7 separate regions of the Mus musculus genome follow, and regions 1, 2, 3, 5, 6 and 7 are each linked to region 4. The links are chromatin contacts, called in public promoter capture Hi-C maps. All regions are on one chromosome and are shown on one strand. Each heading gives the region's core, a stretch centred on a gene start, on an enhancer-like site or on the middle of the called end of the contact. The rest is flanking DNA. Distances are from core to core; before and after follow the strand shown. Region 1 holds the start of Plxna3 (plexin A3). Region 2 holds the start of Slc10a3 (solute carrier family 10 (sodium/bile acid cotransporter family), member 3). Region 3 holds the start of Gdi1 (guanosine diphosphate (GDP) dissociation inhibitor 1). Region 4 holds the start of Slc6a8 (solute carrier family 6 (neurotransmitter transporter, creatine), member 8). Region 5 holds the start of Zfp185 (zinc finger protein 185). Region 6 holds the start of Emd (emerin). Region 7 holds the start of Lage3 (L antigen family, member 3).

What was found. Promoter capture Hi-C pulls out the DNA fragments that hold promoters and counts their contacts.
Region 1: a promoter capture Hi-C map of hippocampal neurons shows a contact between it and region 4, with 4 times the contacts expected there. The contact joins the promoter of Plxna3 here to the promoter of Slc6a8 in region 4. A contact is called at or near these places in 4 of 39 promoter capture datasets (cranial neural crest, hippocampal neurons, liver and 1 more).
Region 2: a contact with region 4 is called in a promoter capture Hi-C map of liver, with 2.5 times the contacts expected there. The contact joins the promoter of Slc10a3 here to the promoter of Slc6a8 in region 4. A contact is called at or near these places in 6 of 39 promoter capture datasets (the 3T3-L1 cell line, the C10 cell line, cranial neural crest and 3 more) and 1 of 115 datasets of contacts at active chromatin or transcription factors (large pre-B cells).
Region 3: a contact with region 4 is called in a promoter capture Hi-C map of embryonic stem cells. The contact joins the promoter of Gdi1 here to the promoter of Slc6a8 in region 4. A contact is called at or near these places in 6 of 39 promoter capture datasets (cranial neural crest, embryonic stem cells, hippocampal neurons and 3 more) and 1 of 115 datasets of contacts at active chromatin or transcription factors (craniofacial prominence).
Region 5: a contact with region 4 is called in a promoter capture Hi-C map of pre-B cells. The contact joins the promoter of Zfp185 here to the promoter of Slc6a8 in region 4. A contact is called at or near these places in 10 of 39 promoter capture datasets (3T3-L1-derived adipocytes, the HPC-7 cell line, HPC-7-derived erythroid cells and 7 more), 1 of 115 datasets of contacts at active chromatin or transcription factors (extraembryonic endoderm stem cells) and 4 of 9 other capture datasets (adipose tissue, embryonic stem cells, liver and 1 more).
Region 6: a promoter capture Hi-C map of second pharyngeal arch cranial neural crest shows a contact between it and region 4. The contact joins the promoter of Emd here to the promoter of Slc6a8 in region 4. A contact is called at or near these places in 7 of 39 promoter capture datasets (cranial neural crest, frontonasal cranial neural crest, hippocampal neurons and 4 more) and 4 of 115 datasets of contacts at active chromatin or transcription factors (embryonic hindbrain, large pre-B cells, memory CD8 T cells and 1 more).
Region 7: a contact with region 4 is called in a promoter capture Hi-C map of pre-B cells, with 6 times the contacts expected there. The contact joins the promoter of Lage3 here to the promoter of Slc6a8 in region 4. A contact is called at or near these places in 4 of 39 promoter capture datasets (cranial neural crest, hippocampal neurons, liver and 1 more), 1 of 115 datasets of contacts at active chromatin or transcription factors (large pre-B cells) and 1 of 9 other capture datasets (pancreatic islet).

The regions. Positions count from the first base shown.
Region 1 is chrX:74,327,350-74,331,455 of GRCm38.p6, reverse strand. Plxna3 (plexin A3) reads right to left here and starts at 2,390. Exons shown (of 33, transcript NM_008883.2): 1 at 2,241-2,390; 2 at 1-487. The coding sequence starts at 460. Gm39520 (a long non-coding RNA gene) reads left to right here and starts at 3,166. Exons shown (of 4, transcript XR_878127.3): 1 at 3,166-3,286; 2 at 3,661-3,726.
Region 2 is chrX:74,371,159-74,375,235 of GRCm38.p6, reverse strand. Slc10a3 (solute carrier family 10 (sodium/bile acid cotransporter family), member 3) reads left to right here and starts at 1,887. Exons shown (of 3, transcript NM_145406.2): 1 at 1,887-2,045; 2 at 2,554-2,622. It overlaps Gm44504 (predicted readthrough transcript (NMD candidate), 44504), which reads left to right and starts at 1,887. Exons shown (of 6, transcript NR_103489.1): 1 at 1,887-2,045; 2 at 2,554-2,622.
Region 3 is chrX:74,302,541-74,306,763 of GRCm38.p6, reverse strand. Gdi1 (guanosine diphosphate (GDP) dissociation inhibitor 1) reads right to left here and starts at 1,752. Exons shown (of 11, transcript NM_010273.4): 1 at 1,323-1,752; 2 at 78-185. The coding sequence starts at 1,367. It overlaps Atp6ap1 (ATPase, H+ transporting, lysosomal accessory protein 1), which reads right to left. Exons shown (of 10, transcript NM_018794.4): 7 at 4,164-4,223; 8 at 3,495-3,542; 9 at 3,178-3,406; 10 at 2,043-2,967. The coding sequence ends at 2,758.
Region 4 is chrX:73,671,514-73,675,664 of GRCm38.p6, reverse strand. It overlaps Slc6a8 (solute carrier family 6 (neurotransmitter transporter, creatine), member 8), which reads right to left and starts at 2,532. Exons shown (of 13, transcript NM_001142809.1): 1 at 1,615-2,532; 2 at 1-27. The coding sequence starts at 1,876. Gm32261 (predicted gene, 32261) reads left to right here and starts at 1,363. Exons shown (of 3, transcript NR_166888.1): 1 at 1,363-1,636; 2 at 2,851-2,986; 3 at 3,857-4,151.
Region 5 is chrX:72,985,361-72,989,386 of GRCm38.p6, reverse strand. Zfp185 (zinc finger protein 185) reads right to left here and starts at 2,048. Exons shown (of 19, transcript NM_009549.3): 1 at 1,868-2,048.
Region 6 is chrX:74,252,427-74,256,199 of GRCm38.p6, reverse strand. Emd (emerin) reads right to left here and starts at 1,513. Exons shown (of 6, transcript NM_007927.3): 1 at 1,167-1,513; 2 at 885-992; 3 at 670-747; 4 at 324-457. The coding sequence starts at 1,248.
Region 7 is chrX:74,351,740-74,355,816 of GRCm38.p6, reverse strand. It overlaps Lage3 (L antigen family, member 3), which reads left to right and starts at 2,199. Exons shown (of 3, transcript NM_025410.2): 1 at 2,199-2,492; 2 at 2,815-2,943; 3 at 3,319-3,655. The coding sequence starts at 2,290. The coding sequence ends at 3,433.

The DNA of each region.
Region 1 (4,106 bases), core at 1,141-3,640, 660 kb before region 4:
CAGCCATGGAATCAGGCTCCTGGGCCCCTGACAGATAGTGCTCCTTGCGATGGTGGGGCTCACCCAACTTGAAGAGGTCATCCAGACGCAGGAACTGGCAGATGCCCTGCCAGATGCTGCCACAAGCTACCAAACGACGGGCTGCATAGTCTATGAGGAGCAGCTTGTTCACATTGTCCACAGGCACCAGGCGGTGGGAGCACACACGCATGCTAGGAGGTGGGTAGCAGCGAGCATTGTCCTCAATGGGCCCTGTGACATGGGCCCGTAGCTCAGTTAGGTTTGGAGCCAGCTTGAAAACTCGATTCACGGCACCTACAAACACCTCCCCAGTCACTCGGTGCACAGCCAGGTGAGTCAGAGTGGTATCTGTTACCACAAAGGTACGAAATGGCCTGCTGCTACCCAGGCACCCTCCTATGGTGAAGAATAGCAATGGGAGAAGGCAGACAGTGGGCATGACCAGCAGCTGTAACGAGGGACAGGCCTGAGGAGAGACAGCAAGTGCAAATCAGCCCCAGGCCCAAGCTACTCTCCCTCCTTCTGCCCTGTCTGACCCAGTGAACCTGGCAGGCCAGGTTCAGTGCTATCGAGGGGCAGGCAACTCATCCAACATGATAAAGCCCCAGATGGTGACTGAGGCTGAAAGAGGGGAGGGGCCTCTAATAGGGCAAATGAATGAGTGACAAGCACAGGCAAGCTTGCAGGCCATCAATCATCTCCCACTCCTGTACTGGAAAGAAGCCAAGAGGCCTTGTCTCAACTGGGCCACACCCAAGGGGGCATCAGAGTCAGCTGCTAGAAAAGATGGAATGGAAGGTTCTCCCAGAACTGGGACCCTAACATTACACACTAGGAAATGCAGGGAGAGAACAAACACAAGTTGGGGTCAGGGGTGCTTCTCTGTTAGTGGCACTGCTAGCAGGAGTCCTAGAGCAAAGCTCTGGAGAATTAAGGCCTGAGACTGGTTTCAGTGCCACTACATCTCCAACTCATGGCCTCAGGTGCTTTCTCCCTTTGAGGGCCTTGGCTGCTTATCCAGGAGTCTGCTGTCTGGCCTTTCCACTGCAACACAAAGCCAAGACTCTCGCTGAGACAGACATCAGTCAAGCTTTGCTCAGACACAGGCAGACAAATGCTCTGCCAGGCCTGTGTGGCTCTCCCTGAAGAGCCAAAGGTTAGTCAGAGAGGGATATTGGCAGAAGGGTATAACCCACTTTTGAGAGTCCCAGAAGTATTATATGTAGAAACCAGCATCCTCAAATACAGTTGAAGCCTTAAGGCTATGGAGTACTACCCCTTCCCCTAAACAAATAGGGCCAATGCTGGCATTCACCCCCCGGGCCACACCCAGCCAGCCCCAGGCTGCAAAGACAGCAGAGCAGTGTCTCTGTAACTAATGGGGCAGAGCTCAGTGCTACCCTCTCAGTGCCCAATTCCCAAGAGACACAGGAGGGACTCAGAATGGGGTGGGGGGTGGGGGCCACAGCAAAGAGAAAGAAAAGCCAGCATTTGCTAGAACATGGAGCAATTCCAGCTTGAAAGTGCCAAGTTTCAGCTCAGAGTGATCAGCGCTCTGGGGCTCTTTTGTCGGGTCTGCATCCCAGACCCCTCATGCAACAACCAGAGAAGAAAGGAAAGCAAAAGAGAAAAGCGACTGCACCCTACCTTCACCTCTTCTACACTCTACAGAAAAGCCAAATTTTAGGAACTGGCCGGGACAGGTTGGAAAGGAGACCTGGAAAGTGGTAATTGGCAGCCCAAGACCCCACCCCAGCCCCCACCTCTAAGTGGCAACCTCAAGCATCACAGTCGCACCCAGCCCCTCTGCTACAGTCCTGCCAGCAAAGAGCGCGATGATGAGGAAAGCTCCATATAAATATGCAGGTCCACAGCCCGCTCTTCCACAATGCTCCCCTCTATGCCATGAACCCAACCAGTCCTGCCCCCAATGGGGGCACCCTGAGCAGACCCGCAGATACCTTAGTCAATACAGAGGCTACAGCAATGCTCAGAGATGCTGCTCCTCCTCTACAAAAGGGTTCTATCAACCAATAGGACTATGATCGAGTTGGCTGTCTCTTCCCGCTCAGGGTACGGAGTGCTTGGCAAGCCTGGTCTGGAGAGGTAGGGAGGGACAGGGCCTGACCCCAGAAACCATCTGGACCCCCAGGCTGTCTGAAACCTCTGCCATCCAGCAGACTATTGGCGCACAGGCTTTAAGGATGGCGACCACCTACCTGTCCCTCCACCGCGACTGACTCGGGGTGGCCACCCGTGGCCACGTGGACGTGCCCCCCCGCCCCGTGCCCAACAGCCGCCCCCCTCGCTTGGCCCCGCAGCCTCGCCTCGCACGCTGCAAAATCTGCAACCGCCGCCGCCCACACACTGGGCTGGCCTGCGGCCGCCTGGGCCTTTTAAACCCGGACCGTACCACCACACCGGGAGGGGGCTCCCAGAGAGGGCGGGCCGGGGCCCTAAGAAGCAGAGCGCATGGCGGTTGGGGGAGGCCGCTAGGCCCTGGGGCCCAGGACTCTAGTGCAAGAAGCAAGCCTCTCATGGGTCTCTGGGGATCCCTTCCTGAGAACAGCCCCCTTTGCTCAATGGCTGAGTCCTAGGCGCGGGCCTCTCCACACCCCCAGCTCCCCGCCTGCTGCCTTCAGCAACCCTGGAATCTGTGCGCGGCCGCGCCACACCCCCTTGGGCCTGGAGTGCGCGCCTCCAGGAGCCCGTGGCCACCTGCTACTGTTGCAAGATATTGCTTTGGCCGGTCCAACAAAACCGCACAAACAAAGATTGCCCCCTAACTCAGGGCTCTTTCTCCAATGATCCATAAACTGGTGGGCTAATACCCGCCACGAAGCTTGGAGTACTGCAACTTATAGCCATTTTCACCTAGTTCTTTCCTCAGCAAGTCACCATGACTCTGAATCTGCTGAATCTGGGATTTAATTCCATTGCTTTCTCTTTTTTTTCTTGAATTTATTTTCCCTTTAGTACAGAGTGGTCTCGAACTGACTACCCTTCTGCTTCATCCTCCCAATACTGGGATCATTATGGGTCTATGCCATCACAGCTGCATTTTTTCCATGTTGTGTTGAGATAGTGCCTCCTACTGTACCCCAGGCTGGCCTTGAACTTACAGTGATCCTCCAGCTTCACCTTCCCATGTTCTGGAATACAAGTATTTTCCACTGCTACAGTTATTCTTTGTGTGTGCATGCGCACGCACCCAAGAAGACCATCTGAGAGCATTAGACACCATAGAGCTGCAGTACAGTAGCAGGTGCTCTTAACCATTGAGCCATCTTTCTAGCCTCTTTTTTTTTCCGTTGTAAACCGCTTTATTGAGATATAATTCAGTTTTCATATAAGTCCTGTATTTAATGTATACAGACAATTCAGTGGCGTTTTAATATAATCCTAAAGATGTGCAACCATTTCTGCCATCTAATTCTTGAACATTTTCATCACTTCTAAAAGAAACTCTGTAGGAGTTAGCTATCAGTCTCAATTCCCCTCATATATATATATACCCAAGCTCTGGGAAACGCTCTGTCCTTACTGACTGTGGGGTTGCCTCTTAAGGATATCTCAAATAAATGGAACTATACAATATAAATATATTTTTATGTCGACTCATTCTTTTAATATTTTCAGGTTTTGTCAGAGTTGTACCATGGATCAAGACTTCCTTTTGGGGCCAAATAATATCCTGTTGCATGGGTAAGCCACATTTTATTTATTCTTTCATCAACTGACACATTTTTTTGTTTTCCTCTTTGGGCTGTTTGCTTACTTCTTTGTATGTGCTTGGGCCAGGGAGTGGCACTATTAGGAGGTGTAGCCTGGTTGGAATAGGTGTGTCACTGTGGGTGTGGGCTTTAATACCTAGCTGCCTGGAAGTCAGTTTCTGCTAGCTGCCTTTGGAACCAGATGTGGAACTCTCAGCTCCTTCAGCCCCATGCCTGCCTGAATGCTGCTGTGCTTCCTGTCTGGATGACAATAGACTAAACCTCTGAACCTGTGAGCCAACCCCAATTAAATGTTGTCCTTATAAGAGTAGCCTTGATCATGGTGTCTGTTCATAGCAGTAAAACCCTAAG
Region 2 (4,077 bases), core at 638-3,137, 700 kb before region 4:
TCTCTTCTCTCTTCTCTCTCTCTCTCTTCTCTCTTCTCTCTTCTCTCTTCTCTCTTCTCTCTCTCTCTTCTCTCTTCTCTCTTCTCTCTTCTCTCTCTCTCTCTCTCTCTCTCTCTCTCTCTCTCTCTTTGGTTTTTCGAGACAGGGTTTCTCTGTGTAACCCTGGCTGTCCTGGAACTCACTCTGTAGACCAGGCTGGCCTCAAACTCAGAAATCCGCCTGCCTCTGCCTCCCAAGTGCTGGGATTAAAGGCGTGCACCACCACGCCCAGCTAAACTGGCCTTAAATAGCCAATCCTCCTGCCAGGTGATGGTGCACCATGTTAATCTCAGCACTCAGAAGCAAATCAGGCAGATCTCTGAGTTCGAGGCCAGCCTAGTCAGCAGAGTGAGTTCCAGGACAACCAGGGCTACTTAGAGAAACCCTGTCTCAGGGAGAAAAAAAAAATCCAATTCTCCTGTCTCAGCCTTTGAAGTGCTAGCATAGCTGAGAAAAGGTTCATTTTAAAGCAATACTCATTTATTCTAGTTTCCCCAGTAACTTTGGGAACAACGACCCTTTTTTAAAAATTGTGTATGAGCCTGGCAGTGGTGGCACGCACCTTTAATCCTAGCACTTGGGAGGCAGAGGCAGGTGGATTTCTGAGTTCGAGCCTGGTCTACAGAGTGAGTTCTGCGACAGCCAGGACTACACAGAGAAACCCTGTCTCAAAAAAACCAAACCAAAAAAAAATGTGTATTTATAGTTTGTGTATGAGTACTCATGTAGGTCAGAGGACAACTTCTAGGAGTCAGTTCTTTCCCTCCATTGAACATGTAGTGTTGAGAGGCCTCAAGTGCTTTTATCAACTGAGCCATCGCAGAAGCCTCATTATAGATTTTTAAAGACAGAATTTCTCTGTGTGGCCCTGGACAGCTGGCCTGGAACTCTCTCAGTAGACCTACCTAGTCTTGACCTCAGCAATTTGCCTGCTTCTGTCTCCAAGGCTCATTAAAAAGAAAGAAAGAGCCCGGCGTGGTGGCACACGCCTTTAATCCCAGCACTCAGGAGGCAGAGGCAGGCAGATTTCTGAGTTCGAGGCCAGCCTGGTCTACAAAGTGAGTTCCAGGACAGCCAGGGCTACACAGAGAAACCCTGTCTCGAAAAAAAAAAAAAGGAAAAGGAAGAAAGAAAGAGATCAAAACAATAAGATAAACAAGTTTATTTTGTACACCTCAAAAAAGAGAAGCAAGCTGGCCAGTGGTGGTCCATGCCTTTAATCCCAGCACTTGAGAGGCAGAGGCAGGTGGATTTCTGAATTCGAGGCCACCCTGGTCTACTGAGTGAGTTCCAGGACAGCCAGGGATATTCAGAGAAAAACTGTCTCGGAAAAAAAGGAAAAAGAAAAAGAAAGGGGGGGGGGGAGAGAGAAGCAGATACGGCAATAACAGAACTACCTGGATACAAGTCACCTTTTAAAAAATGACATGCATATGTTTGGCTGTATGTTTGTATGTGCACCATATGCATCCAGTATGGGCAGAGGCAAGAAGAGGGTATCAAAGCTCCTGAACTGTAGTTACAGGCGGCTGCAAGCTGCTAAGTAGATAATGTGAAGTTGAACCAGAGTCCTGAAAAGGTAGTAAACACTCACTGAGCCATCACTTCAATCACCACATGACCTTTAATTTAGTATCAGTTTAATGTCCTCTGACATCATCTTCCCATCACCCACTTTTATCTGAGGAGGTAACCACACAAGAATGTACTTATTGCCCCACATGCCAATACCAGTGACTTAGGCAGTCAGGTCTCACGTGGTAGGGCCAGCTCGTCGCTTCCAGAAACGTCACATCCGTTGGGAACCTGACACAAGCCCGCCAGGGGCGAGTGCTTTTGTGAGAGGGCGGAGTCCTAGCACGCGGATGGAACCTTGGTGGGGCGGAGCCTGTGGGGGCGGGACGAGGCCCGGGCAGGACGGGCCTCACTTGCCGGCGTTTGCCGGCCCGGGCCACTACTTGTGAGGAGCTCTGTGGCCGCGGAAGCAAGTGAGAGATTTCGACCAGGTAGGTGAGGATGGGAGGTGACTTGTGGCTCCGTCCGCAGTCCGTGGTCACCAGCTCTGGCCAGACCCAGCGAAAGGTCTTGCGGGTGCGGTTGTGACGTGGAGGCTCTTCAGAACCCAAGACTGCCCGTGGGGGTTGTAAGCCCTTCCTAACTTCTCTAGCCACCTGACAGACCCTGAACTGTCAGGTGCGGAGGAGACCTGGTCATCATTGCCAGTTATTCTTCAGCCCCTATACTTTGCTGCTGTGAAAAAACAAAAACAAAAAACAAAAAAAAACTTCCGGATGGTATTGCTTCCTCACTCAGCCTTGGAGTGTGTTTACTCTAACTCTTTCAGCTCCACTATCAGCAGAAGTGTAGGATAGGGACCAAATCCCTCTTGCAGTGATCTACTATGGTCCACTAGTCCTGCTGGTAGGATGGGGTTATGGGTGGATGGTCCTTAGTCTTTCCCTTAACTGGCTCACACTACTCTGATGCCTACATCTTTTCTCTCTACTTGACTAGTTACCTTACTCTGGTTTTCCTGCCTCCCTCTTCATCAGCGAGATTCAAGGCTGGACCAGGGCCCCCAGGGTAAGTGACCCATACTCAAAATCAGCATAATGTAAAACCTGCTATATCCACTGCCATCAAGTTGCCCCAGTTCTAGCAGATGATAATACAAAGGTGTTGACTATCCAGTTGAGAAAGGGAAGGAGGCAGACCTCTCCTTTCGCCCCATGTTACTCTACCCTTAGAAATACTGAGGTTCACTGTAAGTTTAAAACTCTGGTAGGTCGTGCACACCTTTATCCCAGCACTTGGGGGGCAGGTGGATCTGAGTTCCAGCCTGGTCTTCATGGTGAATTCCAGGTTAGCTAAGACTACACAGTGAAGACCTGTCTCACCAGCAGCAGCAGCAACAACAACAGGACTGAATGTGGTAGCCTACACCTTTAATTACAGCACATAAGACATAGAGGCAGGAAGATCTCTGAGAATTTAAGGCCAGCCTAGTTTACATGTGAATTGCAGGCCAACAGGACTACACACACAAGACCCTGTCTCAAACAAAAAGACTCTGATAGGGTAATACATTGAGAAGACTCTAAGCAGAGACTCTCAGATGTAGCAACAGATATAAGAGCTCAAATTCTGAGACCAGGGAGCTCTGACAAGAGAAGTTTGCTTGCTCATGGCCAGGCGTGGTGGCGCACGCCTTTAATCCCAGCACTCAGGAGGCAGAGGCAGGCGGATTTCTGAGTTCGAGGCCAGCCTGGTCTACAAAGTGAGTTCCAGGACAGCCAGGGCTATACAGAGAAACCCTGTCTCAAAACAAAAACAAAAAGACAAGGTTGCTCAGTGGATACCTATTGTATCCTCACTGTATTCCTACTGAAGTCCCACTATAGCTTCCCTGAGAAGCAGGGGTGTGTGTCTCACAGGACTTCCATCTCATAACTATAGGGCAAATGAAACAAGACATGTAGCCACAGCTTGTCAGTAGCAGCCTTTGGTTCTGGAACTCACTTACTGCACATATCACTTTGTTAAAACTTTGTAGCTGGCAAATGGCACTTAGACACCCTTATTCTATTCTTTAAAGACCTGGATCTGGCCCAATCAGCACCCTTTGTTCTCATCTGGCCAGTCTTTTTGTCTCTCCCCCCCCCCCCCCAGGAAGCCATTTATTTGATTTGCTTTGTTTGGAAATGAACTATCAAGTCTCCCAGGCTGCCCTGGAACTGGCTATATAACTGAAGGATAATCTTAGTCACCTGATTCTCTTGGCTCCACCTCCCAAATACTGGGATGACAGGAGTGAGCCACCATATTTACCCCCTCCAGGTAGCAATTTAGTTCATTCCCATGGTGGTATCTTTGCATCTTGAAATGAGAGTGGGATGGCCTAGTGGTGACAGGATTAGAGATCACTCTCCTAAAACCCTCAGTATTAGAACTTCTCTATGAGGTTACCATAGTAAGAAAGTCCATGTAATTTGGCAGCCTGAGTGGGGATTCCCCTCTTGAGGGCTGAGAAGCTTGAGG
Region 3 (4,223 bases), core at 503-3,002, 630 kb before region 4:
CTTCGCCCCCTTATACCTATGTGGAAGACTAACAAGGATCTGGGTCTAAGCCCAGGTCTAAGAATAAGAAATCTTACCTCCTCCAGGGGTGTGATGGAAGAGCTCTCACCCCCATAGTAGGGGTTTCGGTCCATGTGCAGCACCTTCTTTCCATTCACAGACATGATGCCAGACAGGATGCATTCCTGGGGAAGGAGTGACATTTGCAGCTATACCCCATAACCCTCCAACTTGCTTCATGCCCACCACCAATTTTATAATGCAGCTCTTTTCAGTGCCTAAAACTGGGGAGGAGAAGATGGCTTCATATGATGTTTCCTTTACAACCCTGCTGAGTAAACTACTGGAGCATTAAAGGAGGTTTGGGGGGCAGAGCTTTCAGCTTCCAAGTCTTCCAGCATCAACAAGCCAAGAGAAGTATCTACTTCTCTGAGCCCACAAAAAGACAATGAGTCTACAAGAAGAACCAATTCAAAGGACCTTTGAAAGAGAAGGCCAAGTCCTTGAAATCCCAGGCCCCACCCTGCTCCTCCTTCAAAGGGCAGGAGCCCCTGACTCTCTTCTGGCCCTATCCACTGGTCTAGACTCAGGGTTCAAACTAAAAAGATTTAGGCCGGGGGTGGGGGTTGGGGGGGGCGGGGGCAGGGAAGAGACAAACACCCTCACCAGTCAGTCACTAACCCAAGGACAAAGGCTGAGGATATATATTCAGTCTGAGATCTCCATGGGAAACCAAGTTGGGGCAGAGGTAAAGTGGTCACTACCCCCCCCCCACACCCCCCACACACACACTCCTGCTGTCTCTGGAACATTCCATGGGTTTCCTATCCCATCCCAAAAAGCAGAAAAGCATGATGAGGGCCCACCCTTGTAATGTCCCCATACCCATCTTCATATTCCATCCCCTAGTTTGATCACAAGATGGTAAGGGATGCTAATCAAGGCCTTGGAGCAGGTGATGAGTTCAGGCAAAGGGTGGGGGCTGGGTGCAATGGTTCCACTGTGTGTGTGGGGGGGTGAGTTTTCCACCTCGGTGATAGAGATAGGGAAGAATAGGGGTCTGAGGTTAAGTACTAGAGTGCAGGAACACAGGACAAAGTGGGGCCCTCTACAGAGAATTGGGAACTGGAATCGACATCCTAGGGTGAGGTAGTGGGTTGGGCATGGGGTTGGTTTTCCCAGGGCTGGAGCTAGGATGATGGGAGGATGGATCGGATACCGGACTCTGCATCAATGCGGGATGGAGTGGGGTGGGGAGGGATGGCGTGGGGTGGGGAGGGATGGCATGATGCAGGGCTATGAGAGCCTGAAGTGGCACTTACGGTAAGACCTGTCCCCAGCACAATCACATCGTATTCCTCATCCATGATCAGGCCTTGGTACCAGCGTCCGCTCTGCTCCTCCTCCTTCACCACAGCAGCCGCTACCACTACCTCTACTATTGCTACTGCTGCTACTGCCGCTGCTGCTGCTGCCCCTGCCGCTGCTTCTGTCACTGCCGCCGCACTGAACCAAAGATGGCGTCTGTCGGTTGTCTCCTGATCCCTACGCAGCGTTAATGAGTCCCTCTCTCTCTCCGCTGGCCCCGCCCCGCCCAACCAGTCATCATTTCCTTGCTTGTTTTCTGGGAGGGCTTCTGTCACCTGGGTCCCAGCACCAGAATGACTGCAGGGGTTATCGGGGCTCTTCGTGAGCCCAGAAAAATACGGGGCGGGGCAGGCCGGCAGCAGGTGCTGAGTCCTCCGAAAGATCCTTGCGCGGGAGCCGCGCGCGCCCCGCCCCGCCCCGCGCGCTCCCGTACCGCCCCCTGGGAGAAACACAAGGTATGGAAGCCCTGCTGTGTGTTGTTGCACAGTAGCGGAGCTACCATTGTCAGGATTCCTCCCAAGGCCAGGAAAAGTAACAAGCCTCTACTCTAAGTAGGTTTGTTAAGAGTATCAGCTTACTGAAGACCCTCCCACCCTTCCTCTCTCACCTCTTGCATGACTGGACTACATCTGAGCACTTCTTCCCTTCAGTCAAGAAAAAAAAATCTACTGTTCAGTGCAGAAATGAGTGACACGAAGCCCAACACAAGGCAACACGTCTTTATTTTATTAGGAAGGAAACAACAGAGCAACCCCCCACACACACCTCCGGCCTCTTGACAGGCAGTCTTTATGGGAATAATCCAGAAACCCAGTGAGCACACTTTGTTCACCAATCCTCGTGATGGTTTCTTCCTTCCCAGGCCACAGAAATAAACCCCAGTGTACCACTCACTCTTAACACATCACCCCTCCCCCCCAAAAAACATAACAGCTAAGCTGGACAGACAGTCAAGTAGTCTTTCCACACCTCGCAAATTCAAGGAACCTCAAGTTCATGGCTGTTGCTGGAAGCTCCATAAAGCTTGGGGAGTGAGCATTTACTACACAAAAGCACTATAAACAGCAAGGAATAATAGCAGAGGGGCAAGAATAAATAAGGAGAGAGGGTAAAGGGGAGACCCTAGAATTAAGGTCCCTTCCCCTCTTGATGATGAAGCCTGGAAGATTTATCTAATATCTATGAAGAATACACTTTGTTGGTAGAGATGGGGGATAGCCACAGGGGAGTCCCTCTCCGGGTTAAAGAGGAAGCAAGAGAGACTGAGGGTGGCGTATGTAGGGTTCATGCTATAGTAGGAAGAGGACAAACCTTTCCATCCACTGTGTCACAAAACAGAAACATGACAACCTAGACACCAATACTCCCTCAATTCCTCTCAGGTGTATGTCACACAATCTGGGTCAAAGTGATGGTGGGGCCCTTGTGGTCATCAAAGCGATCCATGGTCTTTAGGCTGAGTATCATGTGCAGACCATAGGTGAATATGAAAAGCATGAAGAGGGTGGTGAGCAGACCCATCCAGATGCCCGGAGAGAAGAAACCAGCACAGTCGCTAGCATAGGAGAACTGTTCACCAGTCACATTGAAGGCCTGGATCTAGGAGACACATTGACATGGATCAGATGGTTCCACAAGGTTCCACACACAGTAAGAGCTGGGATTCTGGAATCAATGAATAATCTATACCTTCAGAGACTGCACAAGGCTGGAACTCTCAGCTACATGCTCAAACCATACTGAGATTCTCTGGGCCCTTCTTCCCTCCCCTTACTGCCACCAGCTTGGGGCCCATCACCCTTTCAATACCTGGAAGTTATGAAGAGTCATCTGCCAGACTGAGGGCACGTTGGTCACAAGGAGATTGCCTTTCTTGCTCACACTGCTGACGTACTCACAGTGGAAAGAATAGATGCTAGGTCCTGTGACTTGGGAAACATTGAAATGGGCAACAGAGCCATTGCTGTGGATTTCAAGTCGTTCCATGGCAAACCAATATCGGGCAGACACTGGATAGAAGCGACTAGCCAGAATGAACCTGGGAGGCAGGGGATGCAGAGATGTCAGATGAACAGAACAGAGTGAAGACACGCCAGCCCTGACAAACTTCAGCCAACAGAACTTACTTGAATGTCACTGTTGCACCAAAGAGTGGCTCATAGGTCAGTGAAAGCCTATGGAACAAGGCAGAGGAGTACTGTCAGGCTCTAGAAGGATCTTAAGAAGGTCCTCATCAGGTTGGCTCCAACCTAAGCTGCCCTAGATCCATCCTTATAGTCACCTGCCAATACAGTGTCCCCATTTACCATATGGGAAAAGTAAAGTTCCAGTCATAAGCAAATCAGGAGCAGTTGTGAAACAATTAGGTTTCACATCTCCAACTTAGGATTCCTTCCTCTGGTTCCTAGGCCTCCTTCTTGGGGTTATTCAGCTGCCTGCTGAGGTTTCAAGGGTAGGAAACCTAGGACTGGTTTTAACAGTTGGTTTGATATTTGCCTACATGCAGTCCCAGGGGTTGGGTTCAAAAACGGTCCAGGATCCCAAGGGACTATGTGGTAATAAAAGCTCAGGACCCAACAACCAATACCTAAAAAAACATGAGAAGGCCAAACTCTTAAGAGGCTCCCTCACCAGTAACCTCCCAGCAATATCACCCTGCGATACTGTGACATCTATGTCCTTGGTGAACATACCACACAAACATAATCCCACATCCTTGTCCTGTACTGAGCTCACAGTGACAGGAAGACCATGTGTGATAGGATAGCCCTTCCTTCTCTTCCTATAACCCTTACATGGCAAAGGAGTCATTCCAGAAGGAGCCGGTCAAGTTAAGATTCTCCACACCAAAGGTG
Region 4 (4,151 bases), core at 1,283-3,782:
TCAGGACATAGGGAATAAGGAACACACCTGGAGGAGGAAGTGTGGAGTGGGCTCAGGATGCTTCCAAATCACCTCCTGCAGCAGGAGGGGACTTAACCCAAACCCATCAGCCAAGCTGTCTAGGCCTCACACCAGCCCAGACTCCAGAAGTCCTAGAAGGCCCAGACAGAGCCCCAGCTTCAGCTTGCACCCCAGTCCCGTGACTTCCCACTGAGTGAATCAGCACAAGGGTGGCCACTGACTCAGAGGCTCAACGTGAACAATCCCAGCAGATGAGCTCTAGGTCTGTTGAGAGGAGGCACAGCAGCAGTGTCTAGCCAGTGTTCCCTATACCATGGGGAGCCCTTGGCTCACTGAGTTCTGAGCCTATAGACACCTAGGGTGACATAGCAGGTATTGAAAACACACAGACTTATGCATACAGGCCATCTCTTGTGCCACACTTCTTTTTGGCAGGCAGCAGAACAGGAAAGAATGGCCAAGGTTTGTTCATATGTGCCAGGCTGGGTGCTCAGGCTTGGGGGCTTGTCAAACGGCAGTGAGCCCAACTACCCTGTACTTTGTAATCATGAGAGTCCCAGGAGGAAGCTGGGTAGGTGGCAATTCTCTGCTTATGGGGGTATTGGTGTAGGACAAAGAGAGACAAATCAAGGAAAGGGGCTGAGGCAGTATTCCAGCAATTATGTGGAGTGGTAGGAAGAGGGGAGAGCTGAGCAGCTGCAGCTCTGACCTATTCCTCTTTACTGCTCTCTAGGACCCTATCTGCACAGGATCAGCTTTCTCTGCTACTCAGTGACAGAGTTAATTGCAGTTTACTGGGCTCCTGCTCCCAGCATCCTTCTGTGTGTGACCTTGGACAGAGGCCTCCACTCTGGGACTCAGTTTCTCACCCATCACCCAGCTGCTTCAGTTCTCCAGAAATCCAGTGCTGCTTTGTAGTCCCAGGACAGACAAGCACCCACTACTGTTGCTAAGCTGGGCTTAGGCAACTGAGCATGGGATGTGCATGAAGCCTGTCTAGTGGCGGCGCCAGGCGGGCCAGGCCGCAGACATCCCAAGCCTGGCTCAAGCACCCAGTGTTCCAAGCCTGGGCCAGAGGGGAGGGGAGAGGAGAAAAGGGAGAAGAGGGAGGGTAGAGGAGAGTGTGGGGGAGGGACAGAGTGGCCCATTGTGTGTGTGTACGTATTCCTATGTGTACACGTGGGGGGGTCCACACAATGTGTCACTTGTGTGCCTGACCCATGAGGGCAACTAGGGCTCCTCACCTCCTAGAGCCCCCTCCATTGGGGGGCAGGGCTTCCCTTCCCACCTCAGTGGCCAATCACTCCCAGTTTGGACTGGAAGTCTGAGAGGCAGCCCCTCAGTTCATCTGGAAGCTACCCTTGATTGCCTCTCTTCCACACTGCCAGGCACATGACCGGTGAGGGGGGTGGAGGCCGCTGTGCTGGGTCACAGAACGCTTGGTTGGTGAGGGGGCACCATGGCCTCCACCCGCTTTGGGCGGGCCTCCCTACCCTCTGGACTTTGCCCCACTGCTCTGGTGGGCCTGTGGCAGGCTGGGGTTGGAATTGGTCCCTGATGAAAAGCCAGGATGCTCAGGGGCAAGGCACTCACCTCCGCCGTTCTTGTAGCACAGGTAGGGGAAGCGCCACACGTTACCGAGGCCCACGGCGAAGCCCACGCACGACATGATGAAGTCCATCTGGCGTGTCCAAGTCTCTCGCGGTGGCACTGCAAGGCGGCCGCCAGGCGCCCCCAGGCCCGCAGGGCCATCGCCCTTGGCTGGGGCACCGTCGGGCCCGGACACGATGAGAGGACCCTTCTTCTCGTCACCAGACACGCTATAGATACCGTTTTCAGCGCTCTTTTTCGCCATGGCCCCAGCGGGGCCGTGAGGCCGGGCCGGGGGTCGCGGCGCCTCGAGGGTGGCGGGCGGGCGAGGGGGCTCCGGTGGCACCTGGAGAGAGGGCCCCGAAAGCGCGGGCCCGCCCGGGGGCCTCGGGGGCGGCCGGGCCGGGGGACGGGGCGACGGGTGGGCGGGAGGGGTGCGGGACGGCGGGGGCGGCGCAGTCAGAAGCAGTCCACGAAGCACTTGAAAGTGAGCCTGAAGAATCTCATGTGTGTCGGGGGCCCGGGAGCGCGCGGGCGGCGGTGGAGCCTGGCCGGGCGGCGGCGGCTCCCGAGACTCCTGCCCGCGGCTCGGGCGGCGGTGGCGGCTGCAGCGAGGACTGCTCGCCCTGCCGGAGGCTCACCCTAGCGCGTCGCGGGTGGCATCGGAAGCCCACTGTCTGCAAGCGGCGGCCGGAGCAAGGGGCCTGAGGCCCGCGGCCCCGGCCCAGCCCCAAGTGGCTGTCCTGTTCGCTTGCGGCTCTCCTGGCGCTGGCGGCTCCGGTGGTCCCGGGTACGACTAGCCCCCTCCTTCCCGGCGGCGGCGGCTACAGCCGCTCTCCGGGCCGCGGCGGACTCAAAGACTCGCCTTGGCACTCCAACTGTCCCTCTCTTTCCCGACGCGACCCGCTGCTGCTTAAGAACCAACTCCCGGTGATGTCACTGTCGCCCCACCCCCACGACCCGACCGCTCCCCCCCTCCCCCTCCATCCCGCCCTCCCTGTCACTCCGCCTACCTCCTCCTCTAGAGGAGACGCTGCTCCAGTTGGGAGCAGGATGGCTGCTACCTGGGGCGCTGGCCAGCACTTTCTTTTCGTGGGCCGAACCTCCATTCGTTCCAGGATCACCTGGCTCAGGTCGGGTCAAAGTCCCCTCAGGTTTTTCTGAACCACCAGGAAAACGGAGTCTCTAGTTGACCTCCAGACATCCTTAGTCCTTCTCCCTTCTCTCCACTCTTTCTAGCCTGGAATCTCGTTTCCCGGTGGACCATCCTTCACCAAGGTTGTCCTGCCTGCCTAATGTTTCCTCTTCACTTCCCAATTAGGACCTAGGGAGAGTTGGATATCCAGGTGCAAAGTTTCTTGGTCCCTGCACCAAAGTAAGTGCCCTGTGCGATTGCCTTCTGAAGGACTGTCCCTGCGCTGGCCTGGAGTGTGTGTGTGTGTGTGGGGGGGGGGGGGGAATCGTCCTCCAAGAGTTCTGTGGAACTTTGCCAGAAGTACTGAGCTGTCTCAAGACATTTAGGCCTCCTCAAAGATACAGCCTGGAGGCTGAGGATCATGGTATCAGCTTTGTGTGTGATCAATTTCTGTTTGTCTCCAGAGTGGGCAAAGGGTAGCTTGCTTGGTCGAAGATCAGAGTTACAATTTGTCACCAAGGTACAGAAGGGGACTCCATGATAACTCACCTTTTGTCCACCTTTTGCCTGATGTGGGGGTGGGTAGGGCTTGTGATCTATAGATACTGGGGTAAGAATAGGGTGAGGCTGCCCCCTGGTGCCTGGTAGATGTACAGACCCTCCCTCTAAGCTCAGTAACCTGCCTGCTCAGGGACTTCTAGGCCTCTTCATCAGCAGAGCAGCTTCTTGGGAATTTTCCAAGGCCAACACTAGCCTGGGGTGGACTAGAAAGGTGAGGCGTGCCCATTTCAATCCCAAATTCCTTGATCTGATCAGACACCAAAGTCCCCAGATGGCTCATCCCATCAAGCTAAGCCCGCAGCCATCCGGCAGCTTTAGAAAGAAAAGCAGTTCCAGCCAGAGCCAGATTGAGCCTGATAGGTGAGGGAAGGAGGGGCAGCATCTCCACCCAGGCTATCAGGAAGATCTCTCTCTCTCTCTCTCTCTCTCTCTCTCTCTCTCTCTCTCTCTCTCGTGTGTGTGTGTGTGTGTGTGTATGTGTGTGTGTGTGTGTGTGTGTGTATTTGCTTGCTCATCACAAAACCCTAACTTGAGCCATGTTTGTTCCAGCATGGAACCAAAGTCCTCCTGGAGAAACAAAGGCCATAGAAGAGTTACTCATAGTTACTCATAGCACATATATCCTGGAAGATCTGGAGCCATCCAAGGAACAAGGAGAGGGGTCATTTAAGAGAAGAAAAAAGAGGATCCCAAGGAATGAGCACAAAGGACTCCATTGCAGTATAAAGATCTGCAAAGGAAAAGGAGCTGCTACAACAGTTATCTGGATGAGGTTGGGCAGAGTCCAGTCAATAGCAGGAAAATCAGGCTGTAGAAGTGGGAACTGGATATGGGTTCTATTGGG
Region 5 (4,026 bases), core at 799-3,298, 690 kb after region 4:
AAGGGATAAATCACATATGGAGGCTTCAATGAGAAAGGAGAAGAGCAGGCTTCTGGCTTTCATCAAACAGGATTCTGCATCAAAGCCAAAATTGGGGGTGTTTTCTTGGCACACAACTGAACACAGTTCAGGGAACAGGTACCAGTGCCCACCTCAACCAGGTCCCGAGCGCTAGGAAACCAGAGTTCCTGCCCTACCAGGTCTTAGAAGGCCTAAAGCACTTTGAGGAAGGACGTTGCTACATTCTAGTTGTTCCTGGGACCACTACTCTCACCACTAAGTTGGGAGGGTTTTGTCCTATTACCATCCAGATGGCAGCTCTTTCTGGAGTAACCTATCTCTAGAGACTTCTTGGTAAAATGAAGGGCTGATTTCTCTCCTATCCCTCTTGACCTGCTCAACTTTCAAAGGTTCCCTCCTCCAGGGAGCCTTCCTAATCTTTCCATCTTGGGTTGCATCCATGATCCAGGCTAACACTTTTCACCTTCAAAGCTGCAGCACCCTCTGTGGTCATGAGCCATGTTTGTCACTGACTCATGAGTGCCCAGAGGAGGAAAAGGAACAGATTTTGAGCATCTGCTGTGTACTTAGCTTTGACCTAGGCACCTTCTATCAGTTCTGCTCCACTGAGTGCACAGCCTCGGTCAGCACTGATAATTGATGGGATGGTTCTGTTCCTTCCAATCTTGTAGTGAGTGGGCTGAAGGCGATGGACAGCACATTCTCGAAAGGCCTCCAGTAAGTTGTACCTGTACCCTGGAGATCTGTTGGCACCCACCCAAACTGGCACTGTTTGTGCAGAAGAGCCAGTTGAGGCCATGGGAAAATAAGAACTTCATAAGCTTCCTACTGCAGCTCTCCAGTTCAGAGCCCCTCACCATTATTCAGGTTTATCAGCCTGTGGAAACCTGCTTCCTGCCCATGACTAGAAATCCAAAGAACCATGAGAGCAAGACAAGACCAAGAGCAGGTGTCACCACCTACCTTAATGTCAAGAGTCAGTACCAATGGCTTGTGGAGAACACAACTCCCAACATACTTTATAGACTCCACAGCCTTGGAGGGGAAGGTGGGCCTGATAGGCTTCTCCTTTTACTCAGTGGAGCTGCCAGGTGCCACAGTACAGAAGGAAGTGGCATGGCCGACAGGAGGATCTGCGTTTCCAACCTTTCTCAGAGGCCAAGCTATCACTAAGCAGTTGCAAAGAGGATGAGGCTATTGGCTCTCCCCTGCTCCCACACAAACAATCCAGTTACAGAGACTGTGCACAGCAGATCCCGCTGATAACACCACAGTGACACTTGATTCGGCGCCTTCTGTCTGAGTATGAGCAGCTCCCTTCCCAGCCCTGAGGTCGCCCAGTGACCAGTACATGTCTATCACAAACCACCATTAAGTCCCTTTGCTCTGGGCTCCAGGCCAGTGAGGGGATTATTGAGTAAGCTTGCCTCTGTACCTCAGTTTCCTCATCTATAAAATGGGCACATTTTACTAAGGATGTGGAATTCTGTGATGCTTGCAACACACCAATTCTAGGCTCACCCTGCCCCATCCCCGCTGGCAGTCTACTAACAATCGGTCTCATCCACAAATGAGTAGGTCAGAGGGACTAGACCAGCCAGAGAGCCACCTGCTTTTGTTGGACACTCTGAGGAACGTTGCCTGTCTCTTCACTCGCGGTGAAAAGCAGAAACCGAGGGCACTGCCTCCCTGACGGGATTCCGAAGAGGGATGCTTGGAGCGAGTATGAATTATTGGTAGGGAAACTGAGGCCCTGGCTTGTGTCCAGGAGGACACGAACTGGGTGCTCCTTGTAGCCTCCCGGTGGTCGAGCCACTTCTTTAGGACGGCGACTCAACAACCCTACCTGGTACAGGTGCCCGGCTTGTGTGACGGGCAGAGGGTCGGACAGGCGTGGTGCGCGGGCTCCCTCGGGTGGGCAGCACTGAACCCAGCCGGGCCGCGTCAGCGGGCGCGGGAAGCGGTACGCAGTGGGAAGCGCGCGGGGCAACGAAGAGGCACGGACTGGGCTCCGCCCGCCCGAGAACAAACAGGTTTTCTCCGGCTGCTGGGAGCCTCGCCCCTCGCCCCTCCCCTCGGCCGGCCCCCTTCCTCTGCCCTCTCCTGGGGTAGGTAGATGCGCCTGGCACATTCCGCACATTCTCCAGCCGGTGTCCTCGGTCCTCCCACCCCTTCCCTGCTCCGCCCAATGGAGCTGCTGGAGAAATCAAGGCTGGGGCTCCCCTCACCCAGCTCAGAGCGAGCTCCAAAAAGTTTTGCCGCTATGGAAAACTTCCAGGCTAATTCCTCTGGGCTCCCAGCCCTGGGGCCAGGAGGACTCCACCACATGAAGGGCCCTCGCTGACTAGTGGCGTCCCTGCCTGCGCCCGGCGAGATCTGGCCAGGCTCTGGGCCAACGACTTCCACAGATGCTGGCGGGTCAGTTCTGTCGAGAACTACTGTGCCTAGATCCATTTTACAGATGGAGATCCCAGACAGGGGCGGGGAAAGGACCAGGCTTGGGGGCAGGGGGGTGCGGACTGATGGCTGAGATCATGCAGGAAGTCAGGCATAGGAGAAAAAAGTGAGCAAGAAACTTCTGTCTGGCGCCTGGGAAAACTTGTACCCTGGAAGGTCATTTTTGGAGCCGGCAGGTAGGCAAAACAGGACTACCTCTCAGGGCATGTCGGAAGACACACACATTCGGTTTAATAAATGACATTCATTCACAGTTTTTGGATATGTAATGTGTGAAAGGCACGAAGTGTGAGAATGTAGTAGGGGTGTCGAACATCCAACAAAGGCTCCTAACCCTCACTGTGAGGTCAGAGAAGTCCTTTCAATAGAGGAGAGAGTTAAGCCAGTGTGCACAAAAAATGATCAAAATGATAGACTACAAAAGAAAGAAAAAGAAAAGATAAAAGGAAGGAAGGAAGGAAGAAAGAAAGAAAGAAAGAAGGAAAGAAAGAAAGAAAAAAAGGAAGGAAGGAAGGAAGGAAGAAGAAAGGAAAGGAAAGAAAAGAAAAAAAAGGAAAAAAGAAAGATTAAAGTCCTGTTGCCAATTTTACAGCAGTGGCCCTCAAATCTACTCACTGTCGTGTTTTCCTGTGACTTATCGCCCTTCCCATTTCAGCCATCACACAGTATGCATGCAGCTTCACTGGGTATATGACCAGATGCTAGCTGCTTAGAGCGCTTTCCTACAGCTTCTGGTTGTTGTTGGAATGAAAGCAGATGCTTTTAGAAGGCCTAATGTTTGACTGTGTTCAACCTCTGTCTGTAAGACCAGCCACCCCAGCACTCCACTGTAATCTCCCCGGCTTCCCCATGTCTTCTGACTACTTCTGTGCCCTCATACCTCAGACCTTTGTTCCTGCACTCATACTCTCTGCAGTACCCTTCCTATATCCCTTGCCACTGAACTCACCCAATCTTTAGATGTCATCCTCTCCTGCCTGCCACCTAGTCAAGTTGACCACTTCCTTCTGTGCACTCACTCTCCCATTCCCTCGGATGACAGTGTATAACCCTTTATTCTCAGTGGTGAGCTCTGGGATGTTGGCGCCCTGTCTGATTATCTCTGGATCACAGAGACCAGCCCAGAGGATCTGGGACATTTGCAGAAGGAAGAGATAGAACAACTCTGAAAGGAGGGTTCTTTTCTCTGTGGGTTTATCAGACAGAAAGGAAGTGCCTTGTGTGTTCTGGGGGAGTGGTTAATCTTTGTCTCCTGCCAACAGGTGTTTTTCTCCTTCCAATTCTGTTAGCCCCAGACCAGTGGCCAGCATCTAATGCTTCTTCTTCCCCGACAAAAGCTACTGATGGCCTTCCATTTGGCTTGACATCCTAGCTCCCAAACATACTAACTGGATGGATCATAAGACTCTTTTGGACCTAGCCCCAAAAGAGGCAGAATGTAAAACACAAAGTGATACACCATGGGTGGGAGGGAGTAGGTGGTAGCAGTTGTCTCCCAAGGCCCTCCAGAAAAGAGAAAGCTCTGTTGCAGAGCCTTGAATCAGGTGG
Region 6 (3,773 bases), core at 264-2,763, 580 kb before region 4:
GGGGTGAAGTGGGGGGGGGGAAATACCCACAAACTAACAAAAATTGGCCACACATATGTATAATTAAAGTAATTAAATCTTTTAAAAAAGCCAAAACCCCAAAACATTTGTTATGTGCTGCTGGAGATGAAACCATAGGTAAATACTCTTCTGCTGAGCATCCCCAAATCCAATAGTTTTGAAGGTTCCAACATAGAATTTTTAACCCGACAGCTGTATGCTGACCCTAACCAGATTTGAAAGCCTAAGATCCACTCTCTGCACCTATCCAAACCTAGAATTCCCTAAGGCTGCACCCCAGGTATACCTACCAGCCAACTCACCTGGTGATGGAAGGTATCAGCATCTACAAGTGAGGTCCCCGGCTGGCGGAAGCTCTTGGACATGCCCACAGACTCAGGCTCCCCGTATGTCTTGGTGGTCAAATAACTCTCCTCATAGTAGTCATCATTATAGTCTTGGGGAGGAAAACAGTGGTAGAGGAAAAAGTGGTGCCCCTTAACTGGCCTCCTCTTCTCCCTCCCCAGCCTGTGTGTGCTGTGTCAGTTTCTCCCCTCTGAAGCCACTGAGAACTGGTACAAGGAGGTGAGGGAGGTCTGGGGTTTCCCTGTGCCCAAATCCCGGAAGCATGGGATAAAAACATCAGTGCCCACCCTATACCTGCCTTACCCTTGCTCTGGTAAAGTAAGGCGTCTTCTTTTTTGGGCAGATCATACATGTCTGAGTCCACGGCGGCTGAATCCAAGTCTGCATGTGAAGGAGGAGGGACAGGACCATTCGATCTCCAGCCTTCCCCCTACTCCCTCAATAGCTTCGGCCACACCCTCCCTCCCTAAGACGTGTGCCCCAAGCTGCTCTTTGGGGCTCTGCAGTTAAGGGCTCACCTGAGAACTGATAGGAGAATGAAGAAGATGACGAGTTGGGGGGTAAGAGTCTCCTTCTCTGGGTCTCGTACTCGAAGATTTTCTTTTCGTAGAGCTTGCGAGTGGAACCTGCCCAGACACAGGGTGCGAAGCGGTCAGAGGGCGTGAGCCGAGCACCCCAAGAGCACAAGGGAACACGGGGAGGGGACTTGAGGGGAGGGAGAGGTGGGGAGAACGCTCAGGGAGGAGCGCGGGAAAGCAGTGGACCAAGAGAGGTTCTGAGCGCCACCGGGTGCAGCATACCCACAATAGGCCCATGAGGGATGTTGTACTGGCGTAGCACTGCGGCCAGCTCAGTATCGGACAAAACCGCATAGTCGTCCATGGCAGACAAGGCCGGCACCTGGAAGCGGTGTTGAACGCCAGGGGCGGCCGGGGCCTACAGACAGGGCCCAAGAAACCAACCGCTCGGAGCCTAGAAGAAGAAGCGCCAGAGCCTCAAGAGCGGCTGTGGGCGCGTCACGCCGCCGTCACATTTGCGTCACAGCCGCGGCTACGCAGGTTGCGCGCGCTCCTCAGGGCAGGCCCAAACTAGCCAGAACGGCCGGTGCAGACCGGTCTAGCTGAGGGAACAGGCTGGGCTGGCAAACAGAAACGTAACGCTTGTGAGAGATTGGCTCGAACAGGGAGAAGGCGGAGCTTTCAGAACTCGTGCGGCAGCGGTTGAGACTTCCTTTGAGAGCTAGGCCGCCGAGGGGCGGAGCTGGCTGACCTCACTAGAGGATGCTTTAGAGCGCAACTTACTAGGGATGAGGCAAGTGATTTGACCAAAACCGGCTTGTGAGATTTCCCAACCTGTGAGATCTCACATACTTTTGTTACTGGCTTCATTCCTGATTTTATTCCCCCGGTGTTCCAGTGCCTAGGATTCTCAGCCACAGTGTGATCCACAGCAGTGTAAAGCAATCCTGAGAGCGAACCCTTCCAGAGCGCCTAACGCTGCTGAGAGCTCTTTGTATGCTGTCAGACAGGGCTCTCATCACCTAACATAGACACCCACAGAGCCCTGGCACTCCCTACCCATCTCCTTTGGTCTTCCCAGTCTCCATGACCCTGGCCTGCACACCTGCACAGGCCCATTCCCACCGTCGTCTTCTCTAATGCCTAGTTCCATTCGCGAGGAAATGGGGCCAGCACTGGGCCAAGTGGCCACCAGCACTACAGGATCAAGCAGCTTTCCAAAGGTCCAGGGTATGCCAATGCACACAATCAGAGGGCGCCTGCCTGCCTGCCTGCCTGCCTGCCCTGTGATGCATGTAGATCTGTACACCTTGTACCTGCCATACTCACTGTTCTACCTTGGGCCCTGAGGAATTCTGGGGGGAGAGGTCTTCTCTGGCTGAGTAGAATAGTCTCTAAGCTTGGTGTGACCTTAGAGACCTAGACAAGTGTACAAAGCCTAGAGCACTATTTCTCAACCTCCTTAATGCTGCAATCCTTTAATACAGTTCCTCATGTTGTGGTGACTCCCCACCCATAAAATTATTGTGTTGTACTTCATAAATGTAATTTCAATATTGCTATAAATTAAAATATAAATATTTGTTATGCAGGATATCTGATATGTGAGATCCAAAGGGATAGCGACCCCAGAGGTTCTGAACTGCTGGCCTAGAGGCAAACCATGGGAATTGATGGAGGCTTACTAAGGATCTGGATCAGAGAAAGGTTGCCTTGAAGAGTGACCATGACCATTATATTCTACACAAAGTCATGTGGATCTAGGTAGGCTGCCCTTTATTGGAGAGATCTAGAAGAAGGGGTACGCGTAGAAAAAGTGTGTAGGATGCCTGATCTCTTAAATCAGTGCTTCTCAACCTTCCTAATGCTGTTGTGGTGATTCCCAATCACAAAATATTTTTGTTGCTACTTTATAATGGTAATTTTTGCTACTTTATGAGTCATAATGTAAATATTTTTGGAGACAAGGTTTGCCAGAGGGGTTGTAACCCACAGGTTGTCTTAAGTGATAGTGATAGTGAGTACTTTGCTCAGTTCTAGGTTGACCTGATGACACTTTAGTGAAGTTCACAGGCCACTTCTCTATGGAAGTTTAAAGTAGGCAATGGTGAGGAGGTGGACCCCAGTTTTGACCACATACAAAGTGCTTAATGAAGAAGAGTTGCCATTGCATACACTAGCAAGCATTTGCTGAAAGTAACCTGATATAGCTGTCTCTTGTGAGACTAGGCCGGGGCCTAACAAACACATAAGTGGATGCTCACAGTCAGCTATTGGATGGATCACAGGGCTCCCAATGGAGGAGCTAGAGAAAGTATCCAAGGAGCTAAAGGGATCTGCAACCCTATAGGTGGAACAACATTATGAACTAACCAGTACCCCGGAGCTCTTGACTCTAGCTGCATATGTATCAAAAGATGGCCTAGTCGGCCATCACTGCAAAGAGAGGCCCATTGGACACGCAAACTTTATATGCCCCAGTACAGGGGAACGCCAGGGCCAAAAGGTGGGAATGGGTGGTTAGGGGAGTGGGGGGAGGGTATGGGGTACTTTTGGGATAGCATTGGAAATGTAATTGAGGAAAATATGTAATAAAAAAAATTTTAAAAAAGAAGAGTTGCTGTTGGATGGGTTTAAGAGTCAGTGCCCTCTCTGTCTCTGGAAATGGAGCTTCGTGAATCTTTGAAAAAGATACAGTATTAAAGAAAGACAGGAGAACGTTCTTGGGCAGTGTGAGAGAGAGAGAGACAGAGACAGAAACAGAGACAGAGAGACAGAGAGACAGAGGAGAGAGAGAGAGAGAGAGAGAGAGAGAGAGAGAGAGAGAGAGAGAGGCACAGAGAAACAGAGACATTCTGCCCATTAAGCGGCTGCTTCATGAATTTTTTT
Region 7 (4,077 bases), core at 950-3,449, 680 kb before region 4:
ATTTCAGGTATACTATTAATTTGCTAGTATGAGAACTCTCTAATTTCTTTATGAAGGCATTTAGTGCTGTGAAATTTCTTCTTAGCACTGTTTTCATAGTGACCAATAAGTTTGTGTATGTTGTGCCTTCATTTTCATTGAATTCTAGACAGTCTTTAATTTCTGTTTTTATTTCTTCCCTGACCAAGAAGTCATTGAGCCACATTATACAACGATCTTATAAACTACTGCAGAGACTTTGGGAATGAAACCAGGACCTTGAAATGTCATATAAGTGCTATACCTAATGAGTGCTGTCGAACCCACAGCCACCATTCTTATTTTTAGAGTTTTAAAAATAAAAATGTAATTATTCTATTTTTATATGCATAGGTGTTTGTCCTTTATGTGTCTCTGTGCATCAGACATGTTACTGGTGCCCATGGAAGCCAGAAGAGGACATCAGGTCCCCCTTGAACCATTTCTTGTGAGCTGCTAGGTGGGTAGTGAGAATGGAACCCAGGTCCTCTGCAAGAACAGCCAGCACTCTTAAAAGCTGAGCCATCTCTCCAGCTCCAATTTACAGAATTTTAAGCATGCATATGATCTATATAAGAATTTTGAAGCTGGGCAGTGGTGGCCCACACCTTTAATCTCAGCACTTGGGAGGCAGAGGCAGGTGGATTCCTGAGTTCAAGACCAGCCTGGTCTACAGAGTGAGAAACCCTGTCTCAAACAAACAAACAAATCTGACAAAGTGAAAAAGGTGAGTTGGAGGATAGGTAGGATCAAAATACATAGTATACATGTATGAAATTGTCAAGGAATAAGTAAGACATATTTTTAAAAATGAAATTAGGAATGATTTTGTGGAGGATAAGCTGTAGACAGTTGTAAAAGAAAATCTCAGGGCTTTTGAAGGTGTTCAAGGAGAGGAGCTGGAGCTGCTTCAGTAATTAAAACTTGCTGCTCTTGCAAAGGACCTGGATTCAGTTCCCAGCACCCACATGACAGTTTATAACCACCCACAACTCCAGTTACAGGATTCACATAGATACCAGGACCTGCACACAGTAGGTGCACTTATATACAAACAGGGAAAACACTCAAACACATACAATAAAAATAAATACATTTAGCTGGGGTGAGGGTTGTGTTTTAATCCTGGCACTCAGAAGACAAAGGCAGGAAGATCTCTGAGTTTGAGGCCAGCCTGGTCTACAGAACAACTTCCAGGACAGCCAGACCTACATAGAGTCTCTCTCTCCTCTTTCTCCTCTCTGTCCTCTCTGTCCCCCCTCTCTCCTTCCTTTCCCGATCCCTCTACCACCACCCTCAACAGGGCCTCACTATATAGCTGTCCTAGAACTCACTATGAAGACCAGGTTGACTTCAACTTCACAGCCACCTGCTCTGCCTCCAAAGTGTCGGGATTAAAGGCATGTAACCCTGGCTAAGAGAACTTATCTGGAAAAATAAAGAAACCTCTTGCTTGCTGATACTCAAAATCTCATTTCACTTCATTTGTTTGTTGATGGGGTTTTCTGTTTTGTGACTGCTTTTGAGATGATATAAATATGTAAGTCTGGATAGCCTAGAAGTGGTTATGTAGATCAGGCTGACCTCCAACTTAAGCAAAGAACTATTCCCACCTCCTAAATCAGTGGTTCTCAACCTTCCTAATGCTGCAACCCTTTAATATGTTCCTCATGTTATGGTGACCCCAACCATAAAATTATTTTCATTGCTACCTCATAACTGTAATTTTGTTACTGTTATGAGTTGTAATGTAAATATCTGATATGCAGGATATCTGATATGTGACCCCAACTTGGGTCAACCCACAGATTGAGAACCATGGTCCTAAATGCTAAGATTTCTTCAGGCATCACCACACCAGGCCACTTGACAGTTTTTTGGTTTGATAGTGTTTTGGTTTTTGTTGTGGTTTTGTTTTTTAGAAAATATCACCTTAGGTCCCTTTTAGGAAACTGTAGGGACAACTTGGCATGGTGATGCACTTTGGAGGCAGAAGCTGACCAGATCAACCTATAAATCCCTGGAGAGTCCTCCTGCCCACCCCCACCCCCCCCCCCCACCGCTCCTCCCCGCCCCGCCTCCCTCCCCCCCCCCCGCCCCTCGCCCCTCCCCGGCCCCACCACCTTCCCCGTTCGCGCAGGCGCGTGTGGAATGGCAGCCTGTGCGAGGGGCGGAGCTTCCGGAGGATAAGGCGGGTTCTGGGCCGCAGCAATGGCAGAGGCGGCGGGCTGGTAACGCGAAGGTGGGTTGAAAGGAGGAACAGCAGCAGACATGCAGACAGCACACACAGGTTTAAGCCACACTGCAGATGGCGCCGATGGTCAGACTAGCCGCTGTTGTCCTGGTAATGCAGGCACAAAGGCAGTTATTCCCAGTGGAGCTCACCCTGTTGCAAGAGCACTGGAAGCCTCCCGAAATTCCAGCAAAAGCATGGTGCCTTTAACCCAAAGGCCTGGAACCCGACATCACAGATTGTATCCTACCGGACATGGACATATCTGCGGGATGCTTGAAACAGGGAAGCGGGTAGTCTGGAGGAGGGTAAAAAAAGAAAGAAAAGAAAAGAAAAAAAAGCAGGGAGGAGGGAAGCAGAGGGACCCGCTGATTGGGGTATGGCCTGGGCATGAAAAGTTCCTTGACAACAGAGGAGGGGCAGCAGGGTGGAGGGAAATGAGCAGGAATGGCCCAAGCAATGTGGAAGATATAGCCTGGGGAGCTTAGACCAGATGCGATGATTTTAGAGGGGTAAGGAGGCAAAGTTGATTCAAGATGGTGCCTTTCCTGAGTCTCTACCAGCTCCCTCTTCGTGCCTTTCCCGACCTCTTTGGAGGCAGAAATCGCCTGTGGGTCCCTAGTTCCAGATGTCGAACCACATCGAGGACTGGTAGGGAAGGAGCTTAAAGTGAGCGGCTGCATGCTGGAGGTGTAAGTGTTGAAAGAGTCTAGGATGCTGGGTAGGTGTCTGGGCCATCCTCCACCCTAGGCTGCACTTCCTCAGAGACATCATCACACTAGAGTGATTTTTAAGGAAAGGCATGATGCACTGGACCAGTCTAGTCTCTACCTGCAGTACAGTGGATGCCTGACAGATGAAGAAAGGGTAGGAGCCAAGAGAAAGGCAGATGGTCTGATTACTGTGAGTTCCAGGCCAGCCAGATCCACATAGCAATCCCTAAGCCAACCATGGCTACATAGTGAGAGATTTTCTATCTATTTCCAAAAAAAAAAAAATAAATAAAAGGAAAGAAATAAGGGTAGAAACTACCAGTTTGAATTTGATGTTCTTTTCCTCACTCTTAGACGCTGGATCGCGGAAGATTCTCGCCTCCTCCGACTTTCCATCATCAACTTTCTTGACCAGCTTTCCCTAGTGGTGAACACCATACAGCTCTTTGGGCCCCCAGTTTCCTGTTAAGCCTGGCTGGGGACCCATGTCTGACCTTATCTCCGTCTCCTCCTAAGCAATACAATTTTCCCTAGGGAAAAGATTCTAGAAATAGTAACTACTACATAAATGTGGGGGCCTAATATTTTTTTCCTGATTTGGTCCTCAGGCACTTAGGAGCCATTTGGTCTGGTGCTTCAATGTTTGTTGCTGAAGAAAATAAAGCTATGTTGCTAATCTGCATTTGAGCTTATTTTCAGCCTCTAAATTTTCTTTGGTTTTTATTTTGTGTTGGAGGAGGGGCTCTGGAATTCAGGTGGTTTCTTTTGTTTGTTTTTTCTTTTCTTTGTTTTAAAAAGATTTATTTATTCATTTTTATGCATATGAGTACACTATAGCTGTACAGATGGTTTTGCGTCTTCATGTGGTTGTTGGGAATTGTATTTAGGACCGCTGCTCGCTCCGGTCAACCCCATTCGCTACGGTCAGCCAGCTTGCTCCAGTCAACTCCGTTTGCTCAGTCCCTGCTCACTCCAGCCCGAAGATTTATTTATTATTATACATAAGTGCACTTTAGCTGTCTTTAGACACACCAGAAGAGGGTGTCAGATCTCATTACGAGTGGTTGTGAGCCACCATGTGGTTGCTGGGATTTGAACTCGGGACCTTTGGAA